Regions from separate parts of the Mus musculus genome. Here regions 1, 3, 4 and 5 are each linked to region 2. The links are chromatin contacts, called in public HiChIP or PLAC-seq maps. All regions are on one chromosome and are shown on one strand. The core of a region is the stretch at or near the end of the contact, and the rest is flanking DNA. Distances in the headings are between cores, read along the strand shown.

Evidence for each region. HiChIP or PLAC-seq counts read pairs in DNA pulled down with a chosen protein or histone mark.
Region 1: a FOXA1 HiChIP or PLAC-seq map of pancreatic cancer cells shows a contact between it and region 2. The contact joins two enhancer-like sites. A contact is called at or near these places in 1 of 39 promoter capture datasets (liver), 1 of 484 Hi-C or Micro-C datasets (uterus) and 2 of 115 datasets of contacts at active chromatin or transcription factors (differentiating embryonic stem cells and pancreatic cancer cells).
Region 3: a contact with region 2 is called in a FOXA1 HiChIP or PLAC-seq map of pancreatic cancer cells. The contact joins the promoter of Mtmr11 here to the enhancer-like site in region 2. A contact is called at or near these places in 1 of 39 promoter capture datasets (pre-B cells), 1 of 115 datasets of contacts at active chromatin or transcription factors (pancreatic cancer cells) and 1 of 9 other capture datasets (liver).
Region 4: a contact with region 2 is called in a FOXA1 HiChIP or PLAC-seq map of pancreatic cancer cells. The contact joins two enhancer-like sites. A contact is called at or near these places in 2 of 39 promoter capture datasets (liver and pre-B cells) and 1 of 115 datasets of contacts at active chromatin or transcription factors (pancreatic cancer cells).
Region 5: a FOXA1 HiChIP or PLAC-seq map of pancreatic cancer cells shows a contact between it and region 2. The contact joins two enhancer-like sites. A contact is called at or near these places in 1 of 39 promoter capture datasets (neutrophils), 1 of 484 Hi-C or Micro-C datasets (embryonic stem cells) and 1 of 115 datasets of contacts at active chromatin or transcription factors (pancreatic cancer cells).

The regions. Positions count from the first base shown.
Region 1 is chr3:95,949,942-95,952,641 of GRCm38.p6, forward strand. No RefSeq gene overlaps it. Among named protein-coding and RNA genes, the nearest start is that of Anp32e, 22 kb to the left of the region's middle. Within about 2 kb of position 1,365, at least 443 of the 459 cell types and tissues checked have an H3K27ac peak or open chromatin away from gene starts, as enhancers often do. A contact at or near this core is called in pancreatic cancer cells, where this site is marked.
Region 2 is chr3:95,176,441-95,179,147 of GRCm38.p6, forward strand. No RefSeq gene overlaps it. Among named protein-coding and RNA genes, the nearest start is that of Sema6c, 13 kb to the left of the region's middle. Within about 2 kb of position 1,336, at least 30 of the 459 cell types and tissues checked have an H3K27ac peak or open chromatin away from gene starts, as enhancers often do. A contact at or near this core is called in pancreatic cancer cells, where this site is marked.
Region 3 is chr3:96,160,548-96,163,247 of GRCm38.p6, forward strand. Mtmr11 (myotubularin related protein 11) reads left to right here and starts at 1,423. Exons shown (of 17, transcript NM_181409.3): 1 at 1,423-1,711; 2 at 2,082-2,172; 3 at 2,545-2,666. The coding sequence starts at 1,646. Otud7b (OTU domain containing 7B) reads left to right here. Exons shown (of 12, transcript NM_001025614.1): 12 at 1-582.
Region 4 is chr3:94,586,813-94,589,512 of GRCm38.p6, forward strand. It overlaps the pseudogene Gm15235. Among named protein-coding and RNA genes, the nearest start is that of Snx27, 5.4 kb to the left of the region's middle. Within about 2 kb of position 1,354, at least 75 of the 459 cell types and tissues checked have an H3K27ac peak or open chromatin away from gene starts, as enhancers often do. A contact at or near this core is called in pancreatic cancer cells, where this site is marked.
Region 5 is chr3:96,077,305-96,080,004 of GRCm38.p6, forward strand. No RefSeq gene overlaps it. Among named protein-coding and RNA genes, the nearest start is that of Vps45, 20 kb to the left of the region's middle. Within about 2 kb of position 1,342, at least 16 of the 459 cell types and tissues checked have an H3K27ac peak or open chromatin away from gene starts, as enhancers often do. A contact at or near this core is called in pancreatic cancer cells, where this site is marked.

The DNA.
Region 1 (2,700 bases), core at 115-2,614, 770 kb after region 2:
TAGATTAGATTATTTTTCTGGATAAGATTAACAATGAGAATTTTAAAAAATTCGAATTCCAAGTGATTTTACAGATTTTTTATTAGATATTTTCTTTATATACATTTCAAATGCTATCCCGAAAGTTCCCTATACCCTCACCCCGCCCTGCTTCCCTACCCACCCACTTCCAATTCTTGGCCCTGACATTCCCCTGTACTGGGGCATATAAAGTTTGCAATACCAAGGGGCCTCTCTTCCCAGTGTTGGCCGACTAAGCCATCTTCTGCTACATATGCAGCTAGAGACACGAGCTCTGGGGATACTGGTTAGTTCATATTGTTGTTCCACCTATTGTTGCAGACCCCTTCAGCTCCTTGGGTGCTTTCTCTAGCTTCTCTATTGGGGGCACTCACTGATAAGTGGATATTAGCCCAGAAACATAGGACACCCAAGATACAATTTGCAAAACACAAGAAAATCAAGAAGAGGGAAGACCAATGGGTGGATACTTCACTCTTCCTTAGAGTAGGGAACAAAATACCCATGAAAGGAGTTACAGAGACAAAGTTTGGAGCTAAGATGAAAGGATGGACTATCCAGAGACTACCCCACCAGGGGATCCATCCCATAATCAGCCACCAAACCCAGGCACTATTGCATATGCCAGCAAGATTTTGCTGAAGGGACCCTGGTATAGCTGTATGAGGCTATGCCAGTGCCTGGCAAATACAGAAGTGGATGTTCACAGTCATCTATAAGATTTTACAGATTTTATTTTGTAATAAAGCTGTATATATCGGAATATGGGGTTCCCGGGCTGCAGTTCGCAGGAGGTGCTGCGCTAGACGCCAACTTTTAAGGAGACTCTTCTAAGGTCGCGTTTCCCACCGCGATCCCCGGGTCGAGCCAGCGTGCTGCCACGTATCGGGTCTTGATAGGCTTGAACAGGTCATGCCATTTATCTAAATGCTTTTGGAAGTCAGTCCTCTGCCGCAGTCCCTGGGCATATCCCGAGCTTCCAATCTTTATTTTCCGTTTTCTAATTGCTGCTACTACAGCAGAGCGCCCTGCTGGGGTCCGCCAAGAACAGGACTTAGGACAGAACTGCAAATCGAGCACTCGTTCCGGAGCTAGCGAAGGCGGATGTGACGTCAGATCGACTACGTCGGATGCACCTGCCAGGCCTGGGCTCCTGGGAGTGAGACACGGTTGCCCCAGGGGCTAAGGGACAGACTCGACCTGACCGAATCCCATCACAAGGACGCCTTTCTAAACTCCACTGGGCCGCAGCTCTGGTCACGAGGCTCGGCCTCACTCCACCACCCCCCCAACCCCCGCCCCATCCCTTGTCAGAGCTCCCGTGCATGCGCAGTCGCGCCGGAAGCACGGCTCTGGAGTTTCCGCATCACGGACCTCAGGGATCCTCTACGCTGTTCATTGTCCTTCGGGTCTCGCAACGTTTGCCTAATGATTCCCAATTTCAGTGTTGCATCATTCTAAAGCCTGATGTTGAAGACTATCGCCCAACCCTGGTTAGCCAGTAATCGGAAACAGCAACGTTATGTGTCTTCTAAAGAAATGAGGGCTAGTTTTGTTTTGTTGTTTTTGGTTTTTTTTCGAGACAGGGTTTCTCTGTGTAGCCCTGGCTGTCCTGAAACTCACTCTGTAGACCAGGCTGGCCTCGAACTCAGAAATCCGCCTGCCTCTGCCTCCCAAGTGCTAGGATTAAAGGCGTGCGCCACCACTGCCCGGTGAGGGCTAGTTTTTTTGTTTGTTTGTTTGTTTTAATTTAGATTTTATGTGTATGAATGTCTTGTGTGTGTGTGTGTGTGTGTGTGTATCACTCGTGTGCCTGGTGCCCTCGGAGGTATCAGATGCTTGGGAGCCTCTGGGGATTGGTCCTCTGTAAGAGCAGCCAGTGCTGGAACTCACGCTGTAGACCAGGCTAGCCTCGAACTCAGAAATCCGCCTGCCTCTGCCTCCTGAGTGCTGGGATTAAAGGCGTGCGCCACCACTGTCCAGCTTGTTTGTACACATTTTTCACTGACCTTGTCCTCAGGAGCTAACCCTCCTATCTATCCATCCCCTTTCCCTACTCCTGGAACTGCTGCTAATTGATAAAACTTAAAACTACATCAGTCAAGTTGAGCAGGTGCTGGGAGAAAGCACTGAAGAAAACCGACTCCGAGACTACACATAAAACAGGAAGACAGCAGGGCTTGGTGGCGCACGCCTTTAATCCCAGCACTTGGGAGGCAGAGGTAGGCGATTTTCTGAGTTCGAGGCCAGCCTGGTCTACAAAGTAAGTTCCAGGACAGAGAAATCCTGCTTCGAAAAAACAAACAAACAAAAAACACGAAGGCTCTTTCTTTACCGAACGAGTGATTCCAACAGAGAGACTTTGTAAAGGTCCATTACAGAGAGAGTTAGGACTTATTTTTCCGTCTTTTAGTCAATCACAGCTGAAGGTAGTTTGTCAAAAGTATCAAAGTAAAATCATCCTTAAATCCTTTTTATTAGAACCAACGAACCACTTTAGAATGTTTGCATCAGTTTGTTTTGTACAGTAGAAGTTTCTTTGGAGGTCTGAGAAACATGGAAAAGGTCTTGGACTGCAGGCCATCCTAGGCCACATAGCCAGTCCTATCCTCAAACAGACAAGGATGGAGCAGAGTGTAGCACAAAGCTAGTGGTTTGGTCCCTGCTATTTGAAGAAGG
Region 2 (2,707 bases), core at 86-2,585:
TAGGAAATAATGATGAGCAGTATCTCTGTTCAGTACACATACAGTTTTCCCCCACAAACCCAGGCCTCACAGATGCAGGCAGATTCCATCATGGAGCTGCAGCTCAGCTTTAGTCTTGGGATTCTTCGTGGGCAGCAGCAGTTAAAGTTCAATGTCCTGCTTATTCCTTTATCTGTGCTTTTAAGAGAATGTTCACTTCTCCAGCTGGGAACCCAGAACAAGTGAAAGCAACTGTGTTGCAGTAAGAGCAAGTCCTTGGGCCCTTCCTTGAAACCTTTTGTTCTTTAACTAAAGCTCTCCAAGCGGCTGCCCTCCCCCACCCCACCCCATACACATAACCTTTCTCTCTGTAGCTTTGGCTGTCCTGGAACTCACTCTGTAGACCAGCCTGGCCTCCAACTCAGATCTGCCTGCCTCTACTTCCCAAGAGCTGGGATCAAAAGTGTGCGCCACTATGCCTGGAACTCAATTTCTTTTCTAAGAAATGGAAAGAACATAGGCTAACAGAGACTTGTAAGGCATGAAATACATAGGCTTAAATCTAGCAGGTTAGGTAGGTGTGTGGTGGGCCATTGTTATCTCACTCCCTTGGAGTCTGTGTCAGGAACACTGAATCCAGGGCAAGCCTGGACAGCATAGCTTCCTTTCACCATCTCCCAAAAGCCCCACAATTAAGTGTTCTGTAGGACGTGGTTATTTGCTCAAAATAATATAGGCCACCACCAAAGAGGCAATCCCCTATTACTCATGATAACTTTCTACTGGCAGATTATAATAGTGGATAGTAAATTAAGGGATAGTTGCAGACATTATTGCTAAAAGTGGAAAGACAAACAAACATCCTTTTTAAGTTCAATTAAAAAAAATCTGCTCGGCAGAGTTTTGTTTCTGCTTTTTTCAGGTTCTCATGTATCCCAGGCTGGCAGTGAACTTCTCACTCTCCTGCCTGTGTCTCCTAAGAGCTGGGATTACAGGTGTGTGTCTCCACTTCTAATAGACCACACTATCAGCCCACTTGCTTTGTTAGTAGGAAAAGCAGGATGTGGCGGGAGCCTCCTCCTCAGGGACCTCCGAGCTAATTTCTCAGGCATCCTAGGAGATTATGGGGAAAGCAGGGCCTCAGCAGGCTGAAGCCATCAGGTGTCTAAGGCTTTGGGGACCTGAGACTCAAAGGGTTCCACAATCAAGAGAGCTCCAAAAGCTGCTCGGCATCTTGGTTCTTTAGGGGCAAAGTCACAAGGGCCTGAACGATTTATTACTCAAGTTTGTTGCGTCTTACGGCTGCCACCCCAAGCTTTGGAGCACACAGGTATGAGTCACTGCCATTCGACCCAGCAGATGACCCTTTAGAGCTGTTGACTCCTTACATTTAAGGTTATGCAGGCAGGGTGGAGCTCAGACAGACTGCTTGCTAACATGCCTGAGGCTCTGCGTTTGGTCCCTAGCACTGGGTCAGAAGTTCAAGATAATGCTGGGCATTGAATTTGAGGCTAGCCTGGGAAACATGAGACCCTGTCTCAGTAAAGAAAAGATAGAAAAGAAAAGAAAAGAAAAGAAAAGAAAAGAAAAGAAAAGAAAGGAAAGGAAAGGAAAGGAAAGGAAAGGAAAGGAAAGGAAAAGAAAAGAAAAGAAAAGAAAAGAAAGAAGAAAAGGAAGAAAGGAAGGGAGGGAGGGAGAAAGGAAGGAAGGAAGGAAGAAAGAAAGAAAGAAAGGAAGGAAGAAAGGAAGAAAGGAAGAAAGAAAGAGAGAGAGAAGGAAAGAAAGAGAGAAAGAGAGAGAAACAAAGAAGCAGGTTATATACACAAAACCAGATTTAGTGGCATAGATGTGTGATCCAGCTACTCAGGAGGCTGAGGTAGTAGGATTGCCATGATTTAGAGGACAGACTGGAGTATAGTGAGACGAGAGAGACAGAGAGAGAGACAGAGAGAGAGAGACAGAGAGAGACAGAGAGAGACACAGAGAGAGACAGAGAGAGACAGAGATTGAGAGTAATTGGTATGGAAGCTGGAGGTAGGAACCTGGGAAATCATATACTTATACACTGATCCACGTATTTCAGTCTGTTATGGTTGTTTTTGAGTTTTTAAAAATGTTACTTGCTTTTATGTATAGTTGTGTTCTGTGTGCTTGTATATCTGTGTACCACATGTGTGCCTGGTGCCTACAGAGACCAGAAAAGGGCATCAGATCCCCTGGAACTAGTTACATGTGGTTATGAGCTGCCATGTGGGTGGTGGGAATTGAACCTGGGTCCTCTGGAAGAACAGTCGGTGCTCTTAACCACTGAACAATCTCCCTGGCCTGTTTCTGATTTTAAACCATTTTTTAAAGATTTATTTTTATTTTAGATATATGAGTGTTTTGCTTGCATGCATCTGTGTACTATGTGTATACCGGGTGCCTGCAGAGGGCAGAAGAAGATGTCACATCCTGGACCTTCTGCAACTGGAGTTAACATAGTTATGGTCAATCATGTGAGTGCTGGGAATCAAACCCAGGGTCTCTGCAAGAGCAATAAATATGCTCTTAACTGCTGAACCACCTCTCAAGCCCCACCTCTAGTTTCTTAAATGCAATCTGAGATGAATTTGGATGTCTAAAGCAGTCCAACTAGTTGGCTCAGCCAATAAAGGCGCTTGCCACCAAGTCTTTTTATTCAGTCTGGGACCTTAGCCCATGGAATGATGCCACCCACATTTAGCGT
Region 3 (2,700 bases), core at 173-2,672, 980 kb after region 2:
GCCTCTCTATCCCCTTTCCATCCAGTGGACATCTATCTGCATTTGTGCTGCAGGTGGTGAGAGTCTTCCTGTTAACCTAATCCTCAACTGCAGCCCCTTTGTGCTTCTGGTTAGGCGATGATCACATCACTTCTCTCCGTCCTGACCATTCCCTCTATATTCTGCTGTTCCCATACCTCAAGATATTAAAGAACAGAATGAGGCTTTCGGAGGAAAGTGGTGGGGAGAAGAAAAGTAGGTCATGGGATTTTGGCACACCTGTTCCTAAGCTGTTCCTTACTACATACTTTATTCCAGAAGCATTGAGGTGTGTGGTGGGGTGGTGGTGACCAGCAGTCTTTAGGACTTCTACAATCAGGCGTCTAGACCAGCTTGCTAGCAAGTACATACCTGTTTGTTCCAGTCTCTGCTCATGCTAGTTCACTATTTCCACAGTTGCAGCCAACAAAGAGAACTTTGGAAGCTGAGGCTGGAAGGATGTGTGCTGTGGGGAAGGGAGTGTTGAATGTCACGGCCCCCACCTAAGGATTGCTGCCTCTGTACAGACTCAAAAACAATAAAACAGCAGCTCATTAACACCTATTTTGTATTTCATTTCCTGTCTTCTCCGTGTTGAAACATGCTGCCCTCAAGCTGCCCTCCTTAGCATCTCTGTTCAGTGCCCTACAGCCCCATCTTTGCTTTTTAAATTCAGCAGGGAAGGAGGGGGAAATGTGATCCTGGAGCTGAAAAGAGTTTTCCAGTCCTTAGCTTTCAAAGTCCAGAACATGAATCATTCATTAGGAGATCTGGTGACTGGGTTGGAGGGGCGGAGTCATGTACCTGGGGCTGGGCTTTCCATAGGAATAGGTGGCTGCGGGAGTGGGGAGGTGCGCTCGCCGGGCGCAAAGGCTGGTTTAGATATACCACGATCTTTTTCTGGGTTTTCTAGCTCCCGCCCCACTGCCGAGATTTGCACACCAAAATACCTGTGCTGTGTCTGCATCCCAGACACACCAATTTCCGTCCACTCCATTCTGCCCCTGGGCCTGTCACGCTCTCCAGAAAAGGACACAAGGTTCAGTTCCCTTTATGTCCCCTTCTCAACCCGTTAGGTTGTCAGAGGAGGCTGAAAATGAACAAAATCACAAAACCCATGAATAAACGAAACCAAAATAACTGAGTTTCCTAGTGTTTCATCTCTCATTGAAAAAGTATAGAGAGCTAGCCCAAAATGTTTTCATTTAACTACTGCTCCCCTCGTCACACCCACTAATATTCACGAACAGAAAGAGACTAAAATGTGGATGTGGGTTAAGGGAATCTGGGTATCCCCAGTTCCCCCATTCCTCCCATCTTTCTTAAGCTCCTCCATTTCCTTTCTACTTTGAAAAAAAAAATTGCGTATTCTCCTTTAAGGGGCTGGGCATCTTGCCTGTTCTCTTAGAGTCACCGAAGTTTCCAAAGAGCCTCCCCTGTCTGGGCAGGACACACCTTTCAAATAAGACCCCTGGAACTGTGCTCCTGGTATCCGAAATGCCGCTACCGCTGCGTCCTCCCCAGCCTCTTTCTCCCCACCTCTAGGATTTAGCCTCTCCCCAAAAAGAGCCAGCATCTTTGAGGACTCCCACCCTTAGCTGCTCTACTCCCGGATGGAGCCAGGGAAATGTGGTGGGGGGGCCGGGGCCAGAGTTTCAACATTGCCCCCCAGAAGGAGGAGCCAGAGATGGGGGTAAGGAAAAGGAATGGGAGGGTAGCTAACAAGAGAGTGTGAATGGGATGCTGTGGAAATTAAAGGGGAAGGAAAGGATTCAGAGGAGGAGGGTGTATCTGTTTTATCAACTGTTATGGAGCTCGTCTGCCTTTTTCAGTCTCGAGTTGTCTCATTATCCATTAACCAGCCCCTCCTTGTCTTGTCTGCCAGCCGCAGTCAGTGATCTCAATTTCCCTGAGAGGAGAGGAGAGCAGAGCAGAGAAGGGGGGGGGGGGGGGGGGGAAGAACCCGAACAAATGAACTCAATGCGGGTCTCCAAAGGCAGCTACTGGAGAAATCCCAGATTCTGAGTTTAGGGGGTCCCAGATTAACTCTCTCCCCTGCTCAGCTCTCTGGACCGAAGTCTAACCCAGGGAACAGGATGCCGGAGCCCAGCAGTCATCAGCTTGGCAGCTGCCTGGCCTCTGGTTGTCTCCCAGGTAATAAAATGACCTCTCTAGATTCCTTTAAAAGTCTTCCTACCCCATCCTTTTTTGTTTTCACCAAAGATACTCCCTATTCCTTTCCTCGAAGTGTTTCTGAGACTCATTCTCCTGCCTCCTTCCTCAGAGCTTGTGGAAGGCCTGGACATTGTTCATTCTGCTTTCTCACCCCGGCTACCACTTTTCTTATTAACTATCCAAAGACCAGTGAGTGTATATGTGCCACGTTCTATGCAGGGTTTTAGAAGTTAAAAAAAAAAGTCTATTCTTTTCCTTCAATTTTACATCTAAGGATAGACGAGTAGCCACATAGAAGTGTGGGGCAGCATTGGGGATAGTTAGACCTTTGCTTCTCTTTCTCCCTTTTAGGGGAGCATATCCTAGCATGGGCACCAGGACGAAGGAAAGGGCCAGGACTAGACCTGCCTGGAACTCTGATCTGCACTAACTTTAGGGTAACCTTCCAGCCTTGTGGATGGCAGCGAAAGCAGGTGAGGTGATTAGTGTAATAGAAAAGCTTGGTGC
Region 4 (2,700 bases), core at 104-2,603, 590 kb before region 2:
ACTAGAACAGTTAAATCACACTGAGAGAGGTGACAGACACTTTCAAGCATCTGGAGGTGAGGGCATAGGGAGATGTGGTTATACATGGACAAATTCACAACAGAGAATGATGGTGAGGGATGTTGAGGTCCGAAAGAACCTCAGTGTAGTGTGGGAATGTGCTGCTCAGTAGGACTGTGGCCGGGAGAACAGAGTTGGAAGACAGGAGAGTTAGAACTTGGGAGGCTCCAAGATACTAGATATTGTCTGTGCCCGGGAATTGGAATTTCATTCCTAGGATTTTAGGGGTCTTTGAATGCTTCTTGAATGGATTAACCACATTGTCAAACTTGCACTTCAGAAAAGTTCATGCTCCGGGACGTCTGGAGAGTGAGCTGAGATAGATAATTAAGAAGCAGTTGCAGTGATTCGGGAGAATTAATGGGACTCAAACTAGGGCGGTAGCAGAGGGGATACAAGGAGGGAGGTGTGGGAGAGGAGAGGCTCAGAACCTGGGAGGATCTCAGGTACCGTGGCACAGGGAGGAAGTGAGGGTACACAGTCCCCCAGTACAAGAAGGAAGAGGAGTGACACAGAGTTCACTTGGAGCCTAGTGAACCTGAAGAGCCTGTGAGAAGCCCAAGACAATTTGTCAAGTCACGACTGGACACTGGAGTCTGGGCCACTGCATAGGTTTGGAAGCCTTTGGGTGGTGACAAATGACAGAGTAAAGTAGACAATACCTTACTCTAAGCTAAGCTGCCCAGGAAACGTTTCCTCTAGCCACTATGCAGAAGACTTGAAGAGCAAAGAGATCAGTTAAGAGGAATCAGAGACCGGGGGACTCGGACACACGGAGTCTTGGAAGTCAGCAAAGCTGTCTTCAGTATCAGACTTGGACCACTCATTGTTTGCAGAGCACATCCCACCTCAGAGCCCAGTTTACCCTCACAAAGGCTCAGATAACAGCAGACCTGCTAATTAACCCAAGAACTGAACCTTGAACTGGAGTGTTCTGACCAAAGCCAGATACTCTCTTTCCTCTGTCCACCATCTTGATAAATTCTCCCTACATCCTGTGACCTGCAGGGGCAGTGAGTTCCATCACCCTTTTCAAGCAGAGATACTTAAGTGGAAACCCCACCTCTGCATGTCTGCTCACACAACCTTTTGGTTGTAGATGTTTTTTACCTTTTTGCTGCTCTGAACTCTCCTCGGCCAAGCCCTAGCTGAAGTCTCTCTCCAGTGTCCCTGAAGACTGCTACTCTCTCTGACATTTCCCTTTTCTAAATCCCTGAGGCAACTACAGTTCCGGATGACCCCTTAATGAGTCACGCTCTTGTGTAACCCCCTCCCTTGAAGGTAAGTAGAACCCGTGACTTGCTTCTGGGCAATAAAATGTGCCAAAGTTGACAGCTGTGTCACACCCATGATTCTGCTGTGTCAAGTAAGGCTGCTTCTTAGCAAGACTGGTCCTGCTGGCTTTGGGGAAGGTTCAGAACTGTCTAGGAGGCAACCCACATACGTGAAGCAACAGGGGACTTCAGAACCTGAGTGGCTCTTGGGGATAGGAAGACCATAGGTCCCTCCAACTTATATCCTCATGAAATTCTGCCAACAAACACATGACACGTGGAAGAGGACCCAAGTGCCACAAAGAAACCGCCTAACAGAACCTTGATTGTAGCCATGTGAAATCTGAATAGAGGCCCCAAACAAGCTGTGCCTAGATGGACTCTTGACACCAAGCCCTCCAATAGGAAGAACAGCTGTTTTAAGCTGCTGGGTCTGTAGTAACAAAAACAGCAAAAGGAAAATCAATGTAACTCCTTACTGCATCTATGGTCAGCACAGCTCAGTTTAGAACATGACAGAGAGTATTTAGCTGGGCTTTACCTTCCCAAGCTGAATGCAAGCTTCCAGAAAATGGCAAACTGGTCCTTGCAGAGGGCCCGAGTTTGAGTTCCAGCATCCACATAATGCCTCACAACCATCCACAACTTCAATTCCACAGTATCACATACCCTCTTCTGACTTGCAAGGGCACCAGACAAGCAAGTGGTGCACAGACAGACAGACAGACAGACAGACCTGTAGGCAAAACACTCATACACAAAGGAAAGCAAGCAAGTTCCCCAGCAGTCACCTTCCTAGTGTTCTCTCCTGTCTCACATGCTAATAAGCTAAACCAACCATTGACAACAACAAACACAACTGCCTTGGCTAGTTTAAACGAGTCAAGACTGTCTCCTGACACTAAGAGTAGGGCTGTCCCTGAATGTATAGCTTCCAATGAATACCAGACTCAAATTGGAGTTCTGCAAATACAAAAGGTGGGAGCAAGAAGAGATAAAAAGTTAGAAGGGTGGGCTTTGAGACGCTTCCACATGACACCACTTCGTCTCCATGGAGATATGAAAGCAAGAAAGAGAGAAAGAGAGAAAGGAAGAGAGAGAGAGAGAGAGAGAGAGAGAGAGAGAGAGAGAGAAAGAAAGAAAGAAAGAAAGAAAGAAAGAAAGAGGAAGAGAGGAAAAGAGAAAGAGAGGAAGGAAGGGAGGGAGGGAGGGAGGGAGGGAGGGAGGGAGGGAGGGAGGGAGAGGTGCAGCATAAGTGCAGGCTTCTAAGCCCCGTTTCTGGCTTAGGATCAGGGGCTGGAGAAGGGGCTGGAGGCTCCATGTCAGGCCTGGAAGGTGGCAAAAAGAAGCCCCTGAAACAGCCCAA
Region 5 (2,700 bases), core at 92-2,591, 900 kb after region 2:
CTGTTTTTAACTAATGCCACTGGTGGTGCAGATGCAAAGGCTGAAGGCTCTTCCTTGGAGAACTATTGTTTCAAATGCCAGGATAAGAGGCCTCAGAACATCTTTTAAGGTATCAACTGAACAGGAAGGGCAAATGTGTAAAATGACCTTTACAAGGCAGAGACCTATCCAGAGATCAGCAACAGGGGAAGGCCTGCTGATTCTCAGCCCAGGGGATGCAGGCGGGCTTAAAGAGTGTCTTAAAATGAGTGTGAGGGGGGCTGGTGGGATGGCTCAGTGGGTGGGAGCGCCCGACTGCTCTTCCGAAGGTCCGGAGTTCGGATCCCAGCAACCACATGGTGGCTCACAGCCATCTGTGATGAGGTCTGATGCCCTCTTCTGGGGTGTCTGAAGACAGCTACAGTGTACTTGCATATAATAAATAAATGAATCTTTAAAAAAAAAAAATGAGTGTGAGGGTAGTGGGTGGGGAAACATAGCACTAACCAGTAGCTACAAGAGAAAATGGAGTTCTCCTATTAAAGGGTAAATGAAGATTACAGTTAAAGACAGCACTGAAGACATACCAAAGCAGAACCGTTTAGCATATAGAAAGTGGTATTTAAAACAAAACAAGGGGAAGATACCCAGAGGTCCACCTGCCACACAGCGAGGGGTGGGCACCACTATCATGAGCAAGTATGTGGTAGAGAGATGGGCGAGGAAGAGAAGCAGAATGGTTTGTGCACTGTGAAGAGGGGTGGAACAGGAGACAGGAGGGTGGTGAGGAACAGTAAGTGGACATGGTGATGTCCCAGCCTATACTGCTGTTGAGAGCCAGGTCTCCGTCTGTGGTCTTGCAACAGCAGGGGTCTGTGTTGGTATCAGTGTCCCATATTGCCACCAAATGCCATGGGGATATACCTGGTCTGGGCTCTCGTCTAGGGCCAGGTTGATGTCTGAGGGCTGCAAAAAGCCGGCCCCACCCCTTGCCCACTGCAGGACTCGGGAGAGCAGACACTGCACCTTGCCTGGGCAGCAGAGCTGGTCCTGATGGTGGTGGGGCACAGGCGAGCCCTGCAGTGGCTAGTGTGCTGGAGAGTAGCCTGCACTTCACCTGGTGGTGTGGGTGCAGGAGAACTCGTGGCTGACCAGCTGGTCTACCACCCAGATCCAGACCCAAGGCTACAAGCTGGCTTGCCCCATCTGCTAGAGTAAGTGATGGAGCTGGTCCTGCAGACCCAAAGCTGCTGGATCTCCATGACACAGGGCAACAACAGGATATCCTAGAGGAGTCCTGGTGAGGATCCAGTATTGATAGTGTTGTAGAAACCAGAGGCCTTGAACCAGACCAATGATGACTCATTGCAATGAATATTTGCAAGGAAAACTGTGTGGGCAAAAGGGTATACTGAGGGACACACTGTGACCCACTGCAGCTTCTACATTGAGATTTTTTTTTTTTCTTTTGGGGAGAAGTTGCAGGGACAGAAGACAGGTATGGAAGGAAGGGGAGATGAGTATGGGAGGCATCATGTGAAATTCAAAGACTCAATAAAAAGTTAAAAAAAACAAGCAAATAACAAAACAAGTCCAGCTGGATGACTCTGCAGGGAAAGGGGCTCTCTGCCAAGTCTGACCTCCTGACTCTGATCCCTGGAATCCTCCTGGTGGAAGGAGAAAACCAACTTCTAAAAGTTGCCCTCTGACCTCTACAAGCTTGCTGCAGCGTGGATATACCCCTTCAGCACAGAATAAGTGAGTGTAATAAAAATAGATAACTAAACGAAAGTGAAGCAAAGGCGGTGCAACAGTAGAAATGTTGCCAACTTGAAAGGTGGGAAAAAGTCAATAAAACAGACATGCACTCTAACAAACAGGGCAAAACCAAAGCCAAACCAACCACACAAAGAAAAAACCCAAGCAAGCCAGCAAGCAAGCACCCCACCAACATCTCTGAAAAAGAAAGGGTGGTGCAAGCCTTCTGATTTCAGTGCTGGGGGCAGGGGCAGGGGCAGGTCTGAGTCAGGGAGATGCTGAGTTTGAGGCCAACTTTGGATACAAACCTGACTCAGTCTCAAAAACAAAAATATCAAACAATAACAAAACAAAACAAACAAACAAACAAAAATCCCACTACTCAAACCCAGGGTGTGTGTGTGTGTGAGTGTGTGTGTGATTTTGTGTGTGTATATGAGTGTGTGTAATTTTGTGGGTGTGTGTGAGTGAGTGTGGTGTGTGAACAGGTGGGTACAGAGTCCAGGAGAGGGTGTTAATTTCATTGGAGCTGGAGTTACAGGCAATTTTGAGCCTCCAGGCGTGGGTGCTGGGAACTAAACTCGAATCCTTTGAAAGAATAGTAAATAACAGCTAATCTCCCTCTCCAGCCCCTATTTTAAACCTTTTAAAAGCAAAGGTCTCATACAGCTCACTATTTAGCTGTGGATGGCCTTGAGTCTCTGGTCCTCCTCCCTTTACCTTCCAAGTTCTATGACTATAGGAATGTGCCATGGAGCACAGCTAAATGTTTGCTGCTGCTGCTGCTACTATAACAATAATAACTAGTATTATTTATTAAAGCAAGGAGAATTGTTCCAGGTCTAAATGACTTTATGGATACATTATAGAAAACCTCTAAGAAAAAGATCTGTTTCTCTGGGACTGCAGCTCAGGTGGTAGAGTACTACTTTACATGCAGGGAGCCCTGGGTTGGGCCCTAGC